2 separate regions of the Mus musculus genome follow, and region 1 is linked to region 2. A link is a contact called in public Hi-C data. All regions are on one chromosome and are shown on one strand. Each heading gives the region's core, a stretch centred on a gene start, on an enhancer-like site or on the middle of the called end of the contact. The rest is flanking DNA. Distances are from core to core; before and after follow the strand shown. Region 1 overlaps Wdr66 (WD repeat domain 66). Region 2 holds the start of Diablo (diablo, IAP-binding mitochondrial protein).

What was found. A called contact is a pair of places that touch in the nucleus more often than the background predicts.
Region 1: a contact with region 2 is called in a Hi-C map of B cells, with 6 read pairs. The contact joins the enhancer-like site here to the promoter of Diablo in region 2. A contact is called at or near these places in 4 of 39 promoter capture datasets (liver, macrophages, pre-B cells and 1 more), 1 of 484 Hi-C or Micro-C datasets (B cells), 4 of 115 datasets of contacts at active chromatin or transcription factors (acute myeloid leukemia, bone marrow-derived macrophages, embryonic stem cells and 1 more) and 2 of 9 other capture datasets (macrophages and pancreatic islet).

What each region holds. Positions count from the first base shown.
Region 1 is chr5:123,310,253-123,317,569 of GRCm38.p6, reverse strand. All of the region lies in intron 18 of Wdr66 (WD repeat domain 66), which reads right to left. Among named protein-coding and RNA genes, the nearest start is that of Bcl7a, 31 kb to the left of the region's middle. Within about 2 kb of position 2,214, at least 62 of the 459 cell types and tissues checked have an H3K27ac peak or open chromatin away from gene starts, as enhancers often do. A contact at or near this core is called in B cells and pre-B cells, where this site is marked.
Region 2 is chr5:123,519,335-123,525,984 of GRCm38.p6, reverse strand. It overlaps Diablo (diablo, IAP-binding mitochondrial protein), which reads left to right and starts at 1,821. Exons shown (of 6, transcript NM_023232.3): 1 at 1,821-1,914; 2 at 2,604-2,730; 3 at 5,813-5,944. The coding sequence starts at 1,865. Mir7647 (microRNA 7647) reads left to right here and starts at 3,290; the gene lies at 3,290-3,348.

The DNA.
Region 1 (7,317 bases), core at 965-3,464, 210 kb after region 2:
TCCCTTTTCCCGCCCTCTGTGGACACCAGAAACACAGGAAGTATACAAATACACATGCCAGGCAGTGGTGGCACACACATGCCATTGATCTCAGCACTTGGGAAGCAGAGGCAGGCGGATTTCTGAATTCGAGGCCAGCCTGGCCTACAGAGTGAGTTCCAGGACAGCCAGGACTACACAGAGAAACCCTGCCTCAAAAAACCAAAATAAAACAAAACACACATGCGTGTAAGACACTCATATACACACTTTTAAAAAATGATAAAATGTTAACTCAATGTTTAACAGTTAAGATATATACACACCACTACTTGGTAATAGATCTTCAAATTCTTTTTTCTTTGTGTAGTCCTGGATGTACTAGAACTCGCTCTGCTGGCCTCAAACTCAGAGATCCCCCTGCCTCTGCCTTCCGTGCTGGGGTTAGAGGTGTGTGCAAGCATCTGGCCTGTCTTCAAATTCTAACACTGCCATTGTCTGTGTATGGGATCTGTGGTGCATCACGTAATATTCCTTATGGTCAATGTTCTTGAGAGAGGGGGCATAGTATGTATATGTACTGGGGCAGTTTTTACTTTTTTTATTTTTATTTTTTTGGTTTTTTGAGACAGGGTTTCTCTGTGTAGCCCTGGCTGTTCTGGAACTCACTCTGTAGACCACGCTGGCCTCGAACTCAGAAATCTGCCTGCCTCTGCCTCCCAAGTGCTGGGACTAAAGGCGTGCGCCATCACTGCCCCGCAGTTTTTGCTTTGTTTAGTCTGGCTTTTATTTTCGTGAACTGTTGTTTGAGGCAGATCTCACATAGCCTGTACTGACCTCAGACTTGCTATGCAGTTGAGGATGTCCGCGAACCTCTGATCTCATTGACATATGTTGGCGTGCTTGGTTTATGTGGGGCTGGGGATCGAACCCAGGCCTTCCTGCATGCTGGGTAAGCACTCTGCCGTCTCAGCTACATCCCTAGCCTGCACTAGGTTCTTTTAAAGCACACAAGTGCCTGCCCAGAGTAGGGACTCAACCGACAGTAATTATACTGCGATTGTTTTTTCTCTATGTGCTTTCTAATTAGAATTTGTGTAATTACAATATAAATTATAATTCTATGCTAATGACATACGATCAACTTTATAAGTAATAAGTATATAAATTACAATACATATACATTACCGACATAATGTATGATTTAACTCAATTCCTCAGTAGGGGCCTATGATGACAAAGGGAATTGACATGTCTGCATTATTCATACCCAGAGAGTCCCAAGATCTCAGTGAGCGTTCTCAGCACAAACCTAGGATCCCTGCTTGGGCTGGAGAGATGGCTCAGCGGGTAAAGGGGCTTGTGGCACACGCCTGGCTCCTTCAGTTCAATCCCCGGTGAGACGCTGCCTCCTGAGAGCCTTCCCCTGACCTCCACACACACATATCGCACGACACACACAAGATAATAATGCTAAGTGAGAAGTCAGCAGCTTGGTATCCCTGGCAACTCCTGGCTGAGCCTATTTGTAGGCATGACAGAGACAGATTCTGCAGCATGTCTAACTGTGGGGATGGATGTGGTCCTCCCGGTGCCTTCTGAATGCCCCGGTGTGAAGGTGACTCTAGAGAGGCCAGGATGCTCAGCCTGGAATGTTCTGCTTGTCTGCAGCCGGGCTAAGTACAGTATCCGCTGAGGCTATGGTCCATTTTATCCACCTGAAGAGTTTTCATAGTTCTGAGGGCAGCTTCTTGCGCCCAGAGATCCCGCTTTTATTAGTTGGGGGGGGGGCATGCTATTTAAAAGTTCCCCAGGTGATTTCATGTGTGGCTGGGGTTGAGAAGCCTGGCTTTTAAGGCCACAGTTCTCAAACTGCTCAGGCTGGGGGTGTGTGTGTGTGGGGGGGAACGGCCCTGAGGGCTTGTTAACAGGGGGGATTCCAACTCAGTGAGTCTGGGGTTGGGAGGGTAGACTATGCTTAGTTTACAATTCCCCAGGAGGCTCTACACTTAGAACCAGTGTTTCTTGACTGGGGGGCGAGGGTGGAGGGAGGCGGGGGGGGGGGGTGGGGAGGCTCACAGAGGTGACATTCATGCAGAAAAGAGTTAGCTCCTAGCCTGTGGCTTTCTACAGAGCAAGGGCAGGTGGCAGCTGCAGGCCAGCAGATGAGCCAGTTGTTTGGGTTTGCATCTGTTCCCCTGGGAAGCAGCAGGGCGGCCGCTCTCAGCTCTGCTGCCTCCCCTCAGCCTCCGCAGCCTGGTGTAGACAGAGCCTGACCTCAGAGTTCCTCAGAGAGACATGAATGAGGCGTGAGTGAAAGGAGGAAGGCAGACAGCGATGGGAGAAGAATTCATCTTAAAATTCACAAAAGCGGGACTGAAGAGGTCGCTCAGTTAGCAGTGTGTGCTGCTCTTATAGGGGACCCAAGGTCAGTTTCTAGGACCATGTGGGGCATCTCACAACTGTCAGTGACCCCAGCTATTCAAAGCACTTAACACCCTCTTTTGGCTTCTGAGGGTGTGTGTGTGTGCGCACACACACACACACACACTTAAAAATCAGTTGGACTTGGTGGCACAGGCCTTTAATCCCAGCACCTAGAAGGCAGAGGCAGGAGGATCTCTGTGAGTTTCTGGCCAGCCTGATCTACAGAGTGAGTTTCAGGATAGCTAGAGATAATTAGTAAGATACCATGTCCAAAAGAGAGAGAAAGAGAAAGAGGGAGAGAGAGAGAGAGAGAGAGAAAGAAAAGAGAGAGAGAGAGAGAGAAAGGAAGGAAGGAAGAAAGGAAAGAAAGAAAGAAAGGAAGGAAGGAAGGAAGAAAGAAAGGAAGAAAAGAAAAGAAAAAAAAAAGAAAAGAAGAGGAAGAAAAGAAAGAAAGGAAGAAAGAAAAAGAGTCACAAAAGCCTTATTTGGAGGAACGACCAGTAGTTCACATGGCTCGGCTCCTAGTACTGACCCAGCTCTGCTTTGTTTGACATAGAATATTTTATTCAATGATTTCTCACCTGGCCAATCATTTTAAACATCTGGACAGACAGACAACATGCTGTCCCTTGCTGGTGTTGCTGCCCCAGGCCCTGAAACACAAGGGTGACCTGTTCTTGGTGGCCTGCGTTCCTCCTGCAGAACCATTTTCCTTCAGCCCATCACTGAACCCCAAAGGCCTTTTGGTTTGCTGTCGTCCCTGTTGGCAGCCACAGGAAGCCCCTGGGGGATTTTGAGTCGTGTTTTATAATTTTTATAAGCTCCCTAGTAAGTGGAGAGGACCCTGATCCACTTGAACTGGGGCCATGCCCGGGTTTTTTTTTTTTTGGTTTTGTTTTGTTTTGTTTTTTTCTTCCCCCCTCCCCCCGAAGGCGGCTCTGGGTGGCCCACGTGTTTCCTTCTGTGAGTGTCACAGCCTCACCAGGCTGGAGGACTCTTCATACCTCTCAGTACTCCCTCCACCCTCATCCTGTCCCATAAAACTCCCTGGAACATCCTCGACCTACGGAAGTCAGTCCTCCTCCCCGTCACCCAGGCCCTGTGCCCTCTCCCAGTTGTCCACTCCATTGTTTTCTCACTGATGCGGGCAGGAATGGAGTGCGCTGGAGAGGGTGATCCACAGGCAGATTCTCCACACAGCTGTGTTTGGAGACTCTCTGAGCCTTGCTGCTGCTTGTGCCTGCTCTTAAAACCACAAAGCAGTCTCCTCTCCTCCTGGGGACACGTCCCCCTAAGACCTCAACAGATGCTGGAATAGACATCACCGAGAGTCCTAACCTTTAATAACCATTTCTCTTTTACAGAAAGGACCTCATAAGTAGCCCAGGCTAGCCTCAAAACTCTATAGGTAACTGGAAATAACCTTGAACTTCTGACCCTTCTGCCCCCACCCCCCTACCCCTGCTCCTGCATGTCCTGTCCTGGGAGGACCGGGTGCCATGAGCCTAGTTCCCAGGGCTGCACTTTCTTCTTCTTTTTAAATAATAGGAGGTGCTTTCCCTGCAGAAAGACTAAAGCTTATTCACTAGGACATATAATAGCACAAGTACAAACGTCCTCATCACAATCCATGGGGAGGAGATTTGTCCTTACCACAGGTTTCAGAACACTACTTTTGGCTCGTTGTTATTGTCACTGTTTGGGGGGAGGGGGGTGCCCAGCTTACGGTATCACTCGTGCTCAGTGGGCACTCTGCCCAACCCTTTTTTCTTCCCTTATAAAGCAGAGAATGTTTACCTTTCCAGAATAAAAGAAGCCCTTAACGGCTTCTGTGGCAGGGCCACCTCTCGGCAGCACTGTGTCCCCACTGTAGAGCCTTTCAGTAACTTGAGGGTGACAGATTACACTATGCGACATGTATCAGGCAACAGACACAGACACTAGGTGACTAATGGGGGAGTGTGTATAGCCCACGTACTTGTAAAGGTTTTAAAGAGACTATCCTGACTGAGTGCCAAGACCTGTAACTGTTGCCGAGGCCGTGGGAGCAGGTGATAGGTGCCTACCACTCTCAGACATTCTGATCAGTTCCCGGGCACCCGAAGTACCCAGATGGATGCTGGTTCCAGTTAAGAAATAACAGGGATGGACATTCACCCCACAGACAGATTTAAAACTCGCACCTAACAAGGCATTTCTGCTCCTTAGTACATACGCAGGAGAAATGGAAAGCTACGTACACAAGAACTGTGTAGGGATGTCTGGGACAGCATCGCTCGTGGGAGCGCCATGCTAGAGACAAGCCAAAAGGTCGCCAACCCCCGAATAGGCAAATAAAATGCAACAAATTCACTGAATAGAATATTCTTCAGCAATATTCCTGGAGATCAAAAAGATGGCTCAGCTGTTAGGAGCACGGAGGACCTGGACTCCAGTACCTCTATGGTGGCTGACAACCATCTAGAACTCTGCTTTCAGTAGATCTAATCTCCTCTTCTAAGCCCCATAGGCAACAAACATGCCCATGGTTCACAAGCATACCTGCAGGCAAAATATTCATTTGGGTAAATAAAACAAATAAATCAAAAAAAAATTTTTTTGAAAAGAAGAACCATTATCATCGCCATCATTATCAACACCATCACCATTGTCATTGTCACCATCACCATCATCATCACCATCAACAGCCTCATCATTATCATCAGGGCTGAGAGAAGGTTCAGCACTTAAAAGCAGTTGCTACTCTTTCAGAGAATGTGTGATGCTTGTCTTCTGACCTCTGTAAGCAACTGCACCCACGTGCATACACACACAGACACACACAAACACATAAGTAATTAAAAACTACAAACAAGAGGCAGGAGGATTGTCCGAGCAGTTAAGAACATTTCCTGTCCCTGCAGAGGATCCCTGGTCAGGTCCCAGCACCCGCACGGTGGCTCACAACCACCCATAACTCCAGTTCCAGGGAGTCTGATGCCCTCTGCTGACCTCTGAGGGCATGTGGGTAAAATACTCACACACATAAAAATAACTCAAAAATAAAAATTAAAAAAAAAAAAGATATTATCCAGGTTTGGTGGTGCACACCTTTAATCCCAGCACACTGGAAGCAGAGGCAGGCGGATCTCTGAGTTCTCAGAGGCCAGCCTGGTCTACGTCGTGGTTCCAGGACAGCTGGGGCTATGCAGAAAGACCTTGTCTCAAACAAACAAAGCAGTTAAAGCTTAGAAAAATAAGAATGGGGCTGGTGAGATGGCTCAGTGGGTTAGAGCACCCGACTGCTCTTCCGAAGGTCCAGAGTTCAAATCCCAGTAACCACATGGTGGCTCACAACCATCCGTAACGAGATCTGACTCCCTCTTCTGGTGTGTCTGAAGACAGCTACAATGTACTTACATATAATAAATAAATAAATCTTAAAAAAAAAAAAAAGAAAAAAAGAAAAAAAAAAAAAAGAAAAAGAAAAATAAGAATGAAGGCCTGGTACATGCTACATTCTGAATGAATCTTGAACATGCCATGCCGAGTGAACTAAGCCAGACATATCACGTACTGTATGCTCTATTTTTATGCAATCCGGAATAGACAAGGCTGCCCAGACGGAAGACAGATTGGCAGTTGCCAGGGCTGGGGGAGGAGGGGCCCAGAGTGGCTGATAACAGGTATGGGATATCTTTGGGGGGATGATAATATCCTGGGGTTGCACAGGGCACAGGGCTGCACAGCTCTGTAGACAACCCAAAAGCCAATGATGCACTGCATAAGTGCACTGTGTGGTGTGTGTTATGTTACAGTAAAGCTGTTGTTTTTAAAGTAGGCGGAGCAAAAGCAAAAGCAAGCAGCACAATTGCCCAATTCTAGAAATGTTGGTATTTTAGGAAACGTATTTCCTTACCATCACTGTGCCCCACGCAGCCTTTAGAATCATGAAGTTGGCAGCAATCAATGTGTGTTTGTTGTGAAAGCTTCAAAAAACAGGGACGTACGAAAAAGTGCACGCCCTGGGCAGGGTGCGGCTCAGTGCTCAAGTGCTTGCCTAGCGCAGAAACAAACAAACAAACAAACAAACAATTCAGACCCCCAGGCCTGGATCAACATCTCCACTTTGGGGATTATCTTCCTTCTTTGCATCAAGGCACACACGCAAACACACAACACCAGGTCTGGGCTCACTCAGTAGTGAGGGCTCTGCCCTCAGTAGCTGAGTTGCAGTGAAAGCTTCCTCTATGCTCTAAGCCTCCCTTTTACCATCTGTAAAATAGGCAGGGCAAATAAAGCAAGGGCCTGCATGTTTCCTGAGGCCACTGAGCAGACACAGCCCACAGCGCATCCTTCAAGGTGCTAGGGTGCACAATGAGTGTGCAAGAGAGAAGCCCGGCCACCCCCATCCACTTTGCACTAGGTGATACGGTGTCAATCCTGGCTTGCTTTATCCAGTAGCTCACAGGTATTCTGGGATTTATTGACTTAAATGCTCACTTTTGCCTTGCAGTCTTTCTGCAGGAGGCTAGCGGGGTGATGGTCCTGCTCCAGCCTCCCCTAGAACCCTGGCCCGGTTCTCTTACCTTTAGGATGGAAATGACCATCCCGATGTTACTTTGCAGAGCAGAACCCCACATACTAAGGGCCCTGGGCGCTTTCTCGGAAAGGGAGGAACTGTGCCCAGGATTTCCTTCTCAAGTTTCCCCCCCTCCATATGGGTGAGCTTGCACCAATTGGCTTCCCTCTCTACTCCAGCTGGGCCCACCAGTCTAACAGATTAGCACTTGGGGCTTTAAGAGGATCTTGTGTGTTTATCTTCTGGTCTTTTTGGTTCTGAGTACAAAGGCGATACAAACGATACACTGTTAGTTCTATATATGCTGTTAGTTTAAGGGAACTAAATAGCACAATGACATCCTTACCAGC
Region 2 (6,650 bases), core at 572-3,071:
CAGCTGGCTCCTTCTGGGCCTCACCTTTGTCGTTGAATTTAGAAGTGGCTATACTGGGAAAGTGCCTGGGCACTGAGTTTGCAAACTGCTAAACTTTGTAAATTAGGATCACGTGCTCTGGGGCTATCATCTATGGTTCTCACACACACACATATTCATGTTCACACTTGTCGTTCTTAAAACAGCAGCTTTTCCATTACTAAGATAGTCTTGGTGAATGTGTAGTGGTTCTGCCAGATCCCAGACTTAACTGGGCTGCTCTCAGTATTAGCAGTATTGGAAGTACAGCCTGTCTGTAGTATTTAGACAAGCAAGACAAGAAGGGGCTTGAAATACCCCCTAGTGTACCACTTGTTCAGCCCATTTGAGTCAGAAGTCCTGGAAACTGCTGATGCCTCATCCTGTAGGCTGTGGAGGTAATGCAGGCAGAGGGCGGGCAGGGCTGTTAATGCCCCGCCTGGTCTGGCATTGCCTGTGCGCAGCTCCCTGGGAGCTCAGAAACCACACAGAGATTGTAATTGGTCGCTAGACCACACCTAGTTGTTGAGTGCTCCAGCTGCCTGAAGACCTCTCAGCTCTGCCCAGATCTCTGGAGTGCGTACAAGTCTACTTTCACCATACCTGAGAGCGGCTGTGGAAGCTGTGGAGGTGGAAGAGTCGTGGAAACTTTGCCAAGTAAGTAAATTGGGAAGAGTGGGAAACTAGAGGCTGCCATTGATGGTAACTGCTAGGCAAGGCAGCAATGAATTTGAGCTAGCTTGTGACTCTTAGCATCTGAGGTGAAATTAGCTAAGGGCAGATGCATAAAGCATATCAAGAAAGATATGAGTGAAATCGAGTTAGTACCCATCACTTGACACCCTTCAATTTTAATCCTGACTGGCTATTAGGCAAGCATACTGGGGGCACACACAAGAAAAAATCCTTAAAATCTATCATCGACAAGGCCAGGGGAATGACGGAGGGAATGAGCAATGTCCTGCTGCTTCCCCTCCACTATGAGACAGGGCCATAGACAGGGCTGCGGCTTGAGTGAAGGGAAAATAAAACTGTCTTCCACTAGCCCATTAGCGGCACCAGCTCCATTAAAAATGCAAGAGATGGTGGGAAGAGAGGGCGGTTGGAGCCTAATACAGAGTCAGGACTGGAAAAGACCAGGCTCCTTCCCTTGTCTGAGTTCAAGTGCCAGTGAGAGTGGGGGGCAACTACTGCTTTAGACTTTCAGTGTAGGGGAGAATAGCACTTTGGGCTTCCTTGGCCTTGGAAGAGTACTGTTCATTGCGTGCAGCCTGTGCGTGCTCAGGCTCCCGGTCTCTGCAGGGCGATGCAGACCTCGTCCACCATCCACGTGCTGCAGTTGCTGCGGGAGCTGCTCGCCTTCGTGCTCCTCAGCTACACTGTGCTCATCGGGGCGCTCCTGCTGGCCGGCTGGACCACCTACTTCTTGGTGCTGAAGTGACAGCGCCCCGGCCCCGCCCTGCTCCGCCCCGCCCCACCGCGCCTCGCCGTGGCTCCGAGCTTCCCCTCCCTGGCCACACAGTCTCCCTTTCCAGGAGCGGCCCCGCCTCGCCTCGCCCCCCAGCCCGCTGCCCGCGTCACGGCGCGCGACCCGGCTTCAGCACCCGTGCACTGGAGCCTGCGGGGACCGGCGACGAAGTCGGAGCGGTTGGAAGCCAGGTGCGACCGTTAGAGCGGTTTCCTGGTGTCCCGGCCCCGCCCACTCCGTTTGTCCAATCGCAACCGCGTCCTCCTCTGGGGGCGTGACCATGAAGCTCCGGGCTCCTTGGGCCCCGCCTCGCTTGCGCTTCTGCTTGCTATGCTGCGTCACTTCCGGCGCGTGCGTCCGGCGTCGGTCCGCCGCGGGATGGCGGCTCTGAGAAGTTGGGTGACTCGGAGCGTCTGCTCTCTGTTCAGGTACGGCCGCGGTAGCAGAGGGCGGGCGGCGGCGGAGAGGAACCGGGAGCGCCGTGCCGGCCAGTGCGTCGGCCCCGGGCCGTGGTGCTGCCGCGTCCCGCCTTCTTCTGAAGTTAGAGGCGGGCCCCCGCCTTCGTCCCTCGTCCTCCATCAGGGACGGGCGCCTGAAAGTGGTTCTCCTCCCACGCATCCCGGGGGCTGGCTTTGGGGGGTCCCCAGGGACACTGAGGGACAGCCGGGCCACGGCGTTGGCTGGCAGCGCATTGTTAGAGAGAGCACGGGTCCCCGTAAACTCGGCCACCGGCGACAGCGGCTCGCTCCCGGGATTTGCTGGAGGCGACCATTGGCGACACCTGGAACCCAGGTCCCGGGGTCTAAAGCTGAATCCTGCGCACTCCGGAGAGTTTTACGTTGGCGTCAAGTTGCTAATCGGCTGCGGCGACTTTGAAACTTCTCCGCCTGGCGGGACGCTTCCACGCGCATTGACCTGTCGCTCGTGGAACTCAGATCGCATGCCCCTGACTCCCGAGTGCCGAGACTTAACTGGCCGTCCTGTGGTTTATTTTCTTAGAAGATTGCGGGCACTTCCTCATTTAGTCTCATTTACTGCTTGGTCCAAAACTCCTGCAGACCACAGAGCCTTTTACAGATTGATTTTGGGCTTTTTAAATTTTGACTTATGTTTCCAGGTACAGACAGCGTTTTCCTGTCTTGGCTAACTCTAAGAAACGCTGTTTCTCAGAATTGATAAAACCATGGCACAAAACTGTGTTGACTGGATTTGGCATGACACTGTGTGCGGTTCCTATTGCTCAGGTAAGGGACTGTCATGTGACTATTATATATAGGGTAAAGGGGCCAGGGAAAGAACGCCCGGACCCTGACTTGCCCCAGAGACTATTTCCAAGTCTTAGTGAACTCCTGAGCATTGGACAAGCTGCCACACTTTCATAGGTACCCCCTTCCATGATGCCATGTACTGTACTAAACCCGCATCTTCCGAGTGGAGCACGTTTCCCATTTTCTCATGTTATAGAAACAGTGTTCTTAACAGATTCTGCCCCCACTCCACCACCCCTGAAACTGAGCATCAGTTGAACTGGGAAGTAGACCGTTATTCTTGTACCAAAATCGAAGGGGCTAAATTTTGCACATGTGCTGCTTAACCTTTGAGGGTCCTGAGGTTAAAAATGCATTGTAAAAGAACTGAAGTGGGGAGGGTAGGCAGAAACGGGAGGAATAGCCATGTGTTTCCCAGCAGCCATCAGGCAGCTCTCACCTTGTTGTAACTCCAGTTCCAGAGAATCTGACACTCTCACACAGACACACTTGGAGGCATGCATATAAAACACCATTCATATAAATTAAAAGTATGAACTACCACCTCCTGGCCTTTTTTTTAAAAAGCACCAAAAGTCCAGGAGGTGGTAGTACACACTTTTAATTCCAGCACTTGGGAGGCAGAGGCAGACAGTTCTTTATGAGTTCAAGGCCAGCCTGGTCTACAGAGTGAGTTCTAGGACAGCCAGGGCCATTACACAGAGAAGACCTGTGTCAGAAAAGAAACAAAGTCAGCTGGTGATGTAATGTGAAGAAAAATATGGTGCAGTGGTGTGAGACAGCTTGGAGAAAGCTGACTGAGTGGCCTGGGTGAGGGAGAGGCCTTCAGCAGAAGGGGTTCCTGGCAAGCCTAGAAGGTGTATTTTGTGTGGTATGCAGCAAAGCAAAGTGGGCGGGCTGGAGTGAGGTTGGAGAGATAACCAGGGCTCAAATACTGTGACTGATCCTTGTGGCTCATTGTGGGGCTTTGGATTTTCTCTGAAGGCCTTGAAGGATTTGTTCTTGGAATATTATGATCTGGCTAATGTTCCAGTTTGATGAGGTGATAGCTGGCAGGCAGCACATGAGTGAGGGAGAGCTGTTTCCCACTTGAATTACCATTTGCTGGGACAGAGGAGTGGGTCTCCATCGGAAGAAAGTTACATTTTAGAAATGTCAGTGAGCAGCTGATAGGAAAGTGATGGGTTTTGTTTTGTTTTGTTTTGTCACTGGCTGTGTGGTTTATGGAGAAGAGCTAAATTTTGGGTTGTGGCTGAGAGCATCAGAGGGCAGCTGCAAGAAGGGTTGTCCTGCTCAGCAGCCCAAGTGTCTTCTTAACAGCTGGGTCATCTTGCCAGCCCCCAAGGTTCTTTCTGCCCCCACCTTTGAAAAACCATGGGTTTATCCTCTTCATTTTCAGCTTTTTAAGTCCTGGTTACTAGTCAGTTGTGGGCCACAGGCCTAGAGCCGCTGCAGTCACTGTCCTGTGGTGTGGACCTGCCATCAGAACTCCATGACTCTATTATGTGCTACAGAGCTGTGTCTAGTTCTGCCTGCACTGTAGTAGCCTAGCCAGTTGTGTTGCTCTCATGCCAGCCAGGCCTGCCTGCCTTCCTTCCTCCCTCCCTCCCTCCCTCCCTCCCTCCCTCCCTCCCTCCCTCTCTCCCTCCCTCTCTCCCTTCCTTCCTTCCTTCCTTCCAAGGACCTTAGCTGTTCTAGTCCTAGCTTCTTCAGTACCAAGTCACATCTCATTAAAGTCTGAGTTCCGGGTCAACTGTCCTCTTTCTGGCTGCTAGAGAGATGTATGTTTTGATGTTTGCTGACATCTGTGTAGCACTATGTTGGGTCAGTAGAACATGAGAAAGCACAGGCTTGGGAGAAGATTTGCTTTGAGGTTTAACGATGTGTGATTTATAGGGAAAGTCACATGACTACCCTGTGCATAGATTTCATTGTCTGTAAAAGTAGTGATACCCACAGTGGAAATGGGTGGAAATACTTTGTAAAGTTAACGTTATTATCCTCAGGTTTTCCAGATGCTGCGTCAAAAGTTAGCTTCCCACTTAGCCTTAAAGAGACTTCACGTGCCAGGGTTTGGTATACCCAGGAGGGCCTCCACCCATGCAGAGAAGGGGGGTGATGGGGGGAGGATTGTGGGAGGGGGGCAGGGAGGGGAGCAATGATTGGGATATAAAGTGAATAAGTAAAAAAAATAAAATTAAAAAAAAAGTTTCCTGTGAGTAGAGCTGTCATTCTGGGTCACTCTTCAGGTAAGGTCTTGATTATTCGTGGGTCAGAAACCCGCTGATAGTCATGCTGCTTTTAACAGTTGCTCTGGGCTCTTATGCTCCACACAGCAAACCCAGACAGCAAGCAAAACAGCGAGGCGGTGTGACAGACACAGTGAGGCCTCCGTCTGTCGGGAAGCTAGGGCGAGGGATCGCTGCCCTTGTCAGGTTTCAGGGGGATCAAATTCCCATAATTCTATATAAGGTTTCATTGATATTTGTTCTTCCAAAGATCTTTCTTTTTTTTAAAGATTTATTTTATGTATATGAGTGTTCTATCTGCATATAGAGCCCGAATGTCAGAACAGTAGAGGGCATCAGATCATGTTTTAGATGGTTGTGAGCCTCCTTGTTGGGAACTCAACTCAGGACCTCTGGAAGAACAGACAGTGGTCTTATCTGCTGAGCCATCTCTCCAGCCCCAATATATTTGAGTTTTTGAGACAGGGTTTCTCAGTGTAGCCCTGGCTATCTAGGAATCACTCTGTAGACCTGCCTGTGCCTCCAGAGTGCTGGGATTAGTAAACATCTTTATATTTTCAGCATCTAACACCAAGATAGCAAGTGAATTGTAACTTCATAGATTAGTTATGTTGTATAAGGAAATTTGTTCTCTGGGACAGACAATGAATGTAGAGAGACTTCACTCTGAGCTATGTTCCTGTGGTTCCTTAAGTTATCAAAGCCTAAGAATAGTTCCCCAAAGAAATATAAATCGGGGTGTCTTCTGACACCATGGAGTGTTCATCTTGAGCTTTCTGCTGGTTGGCAGCTGAGTGTTTGTCTTTCAGAAATCGGAGCCTCAGTCTCTCAGTAACGAAGCATTGATGAGGAGGGCTGTGTCTTTGGTAACAGATAGCACCTCTACCTTTCTGTCTCAAACCACCTACGCGCTGATTGAAGCAATCACCGAGTATACTAAGGTAGGTCTCACTTTGTGCAGTCTTTATTTTCTTTCAATGTTGCCATAGAATCCAGAGGTTTATGGGTGCCGGCCTACAACCCTCATTGATTTGCTGATCCAGTAGTTTGCAAGCTCTGGCTTGTAATCACGTCTGGTCTAAATGCTGTGTTCATCTTTTATTGGAACTTAGCCAGGCTTTTATGTATGTAGTGAAAAGTTTAGCTTTAGCAGAAGTCGTGAGGCGCTTGGGCCTCAAATATTTACAGTATGGTCCTTTAAAAAAATGTTGCTGAGGGCTGGGCTTCTGTAGTAGCTCATTTGTAGAGTGCTTGCCTTGGTTTTACTCTCTTCTGCGTGGTGTACATAGTCCCAGCACTTGGGAGGTCGAGGCAGGAAGATGAGAAGGTCGAGGCCAATTTGAATTGTAGGACTCCCTACCTGAAGTCTCAGAGCATAGGTTTTATATTTTTCAGGAATTCCTCTTTCCTTTATTTTATACAGCAATCTTAAATAACTCATCTGGTTCCATGGGGTTGAAAGAGGGTCTGCAGTACTCACTATCCCCTCTCCTCAGGAGTAGCCCTGTGCTCGAGTCCCAGCTACCCTGGAGGAGGATTGTTGGTGGCCCATCCTGGGCAGCACAAGTACAGCAAGACACTGCCTCAACGTCATTTTTCTCTGCATTGTGTTCTCTATCTGAATGGCCAGTTTTAGTTTTCTTGTTT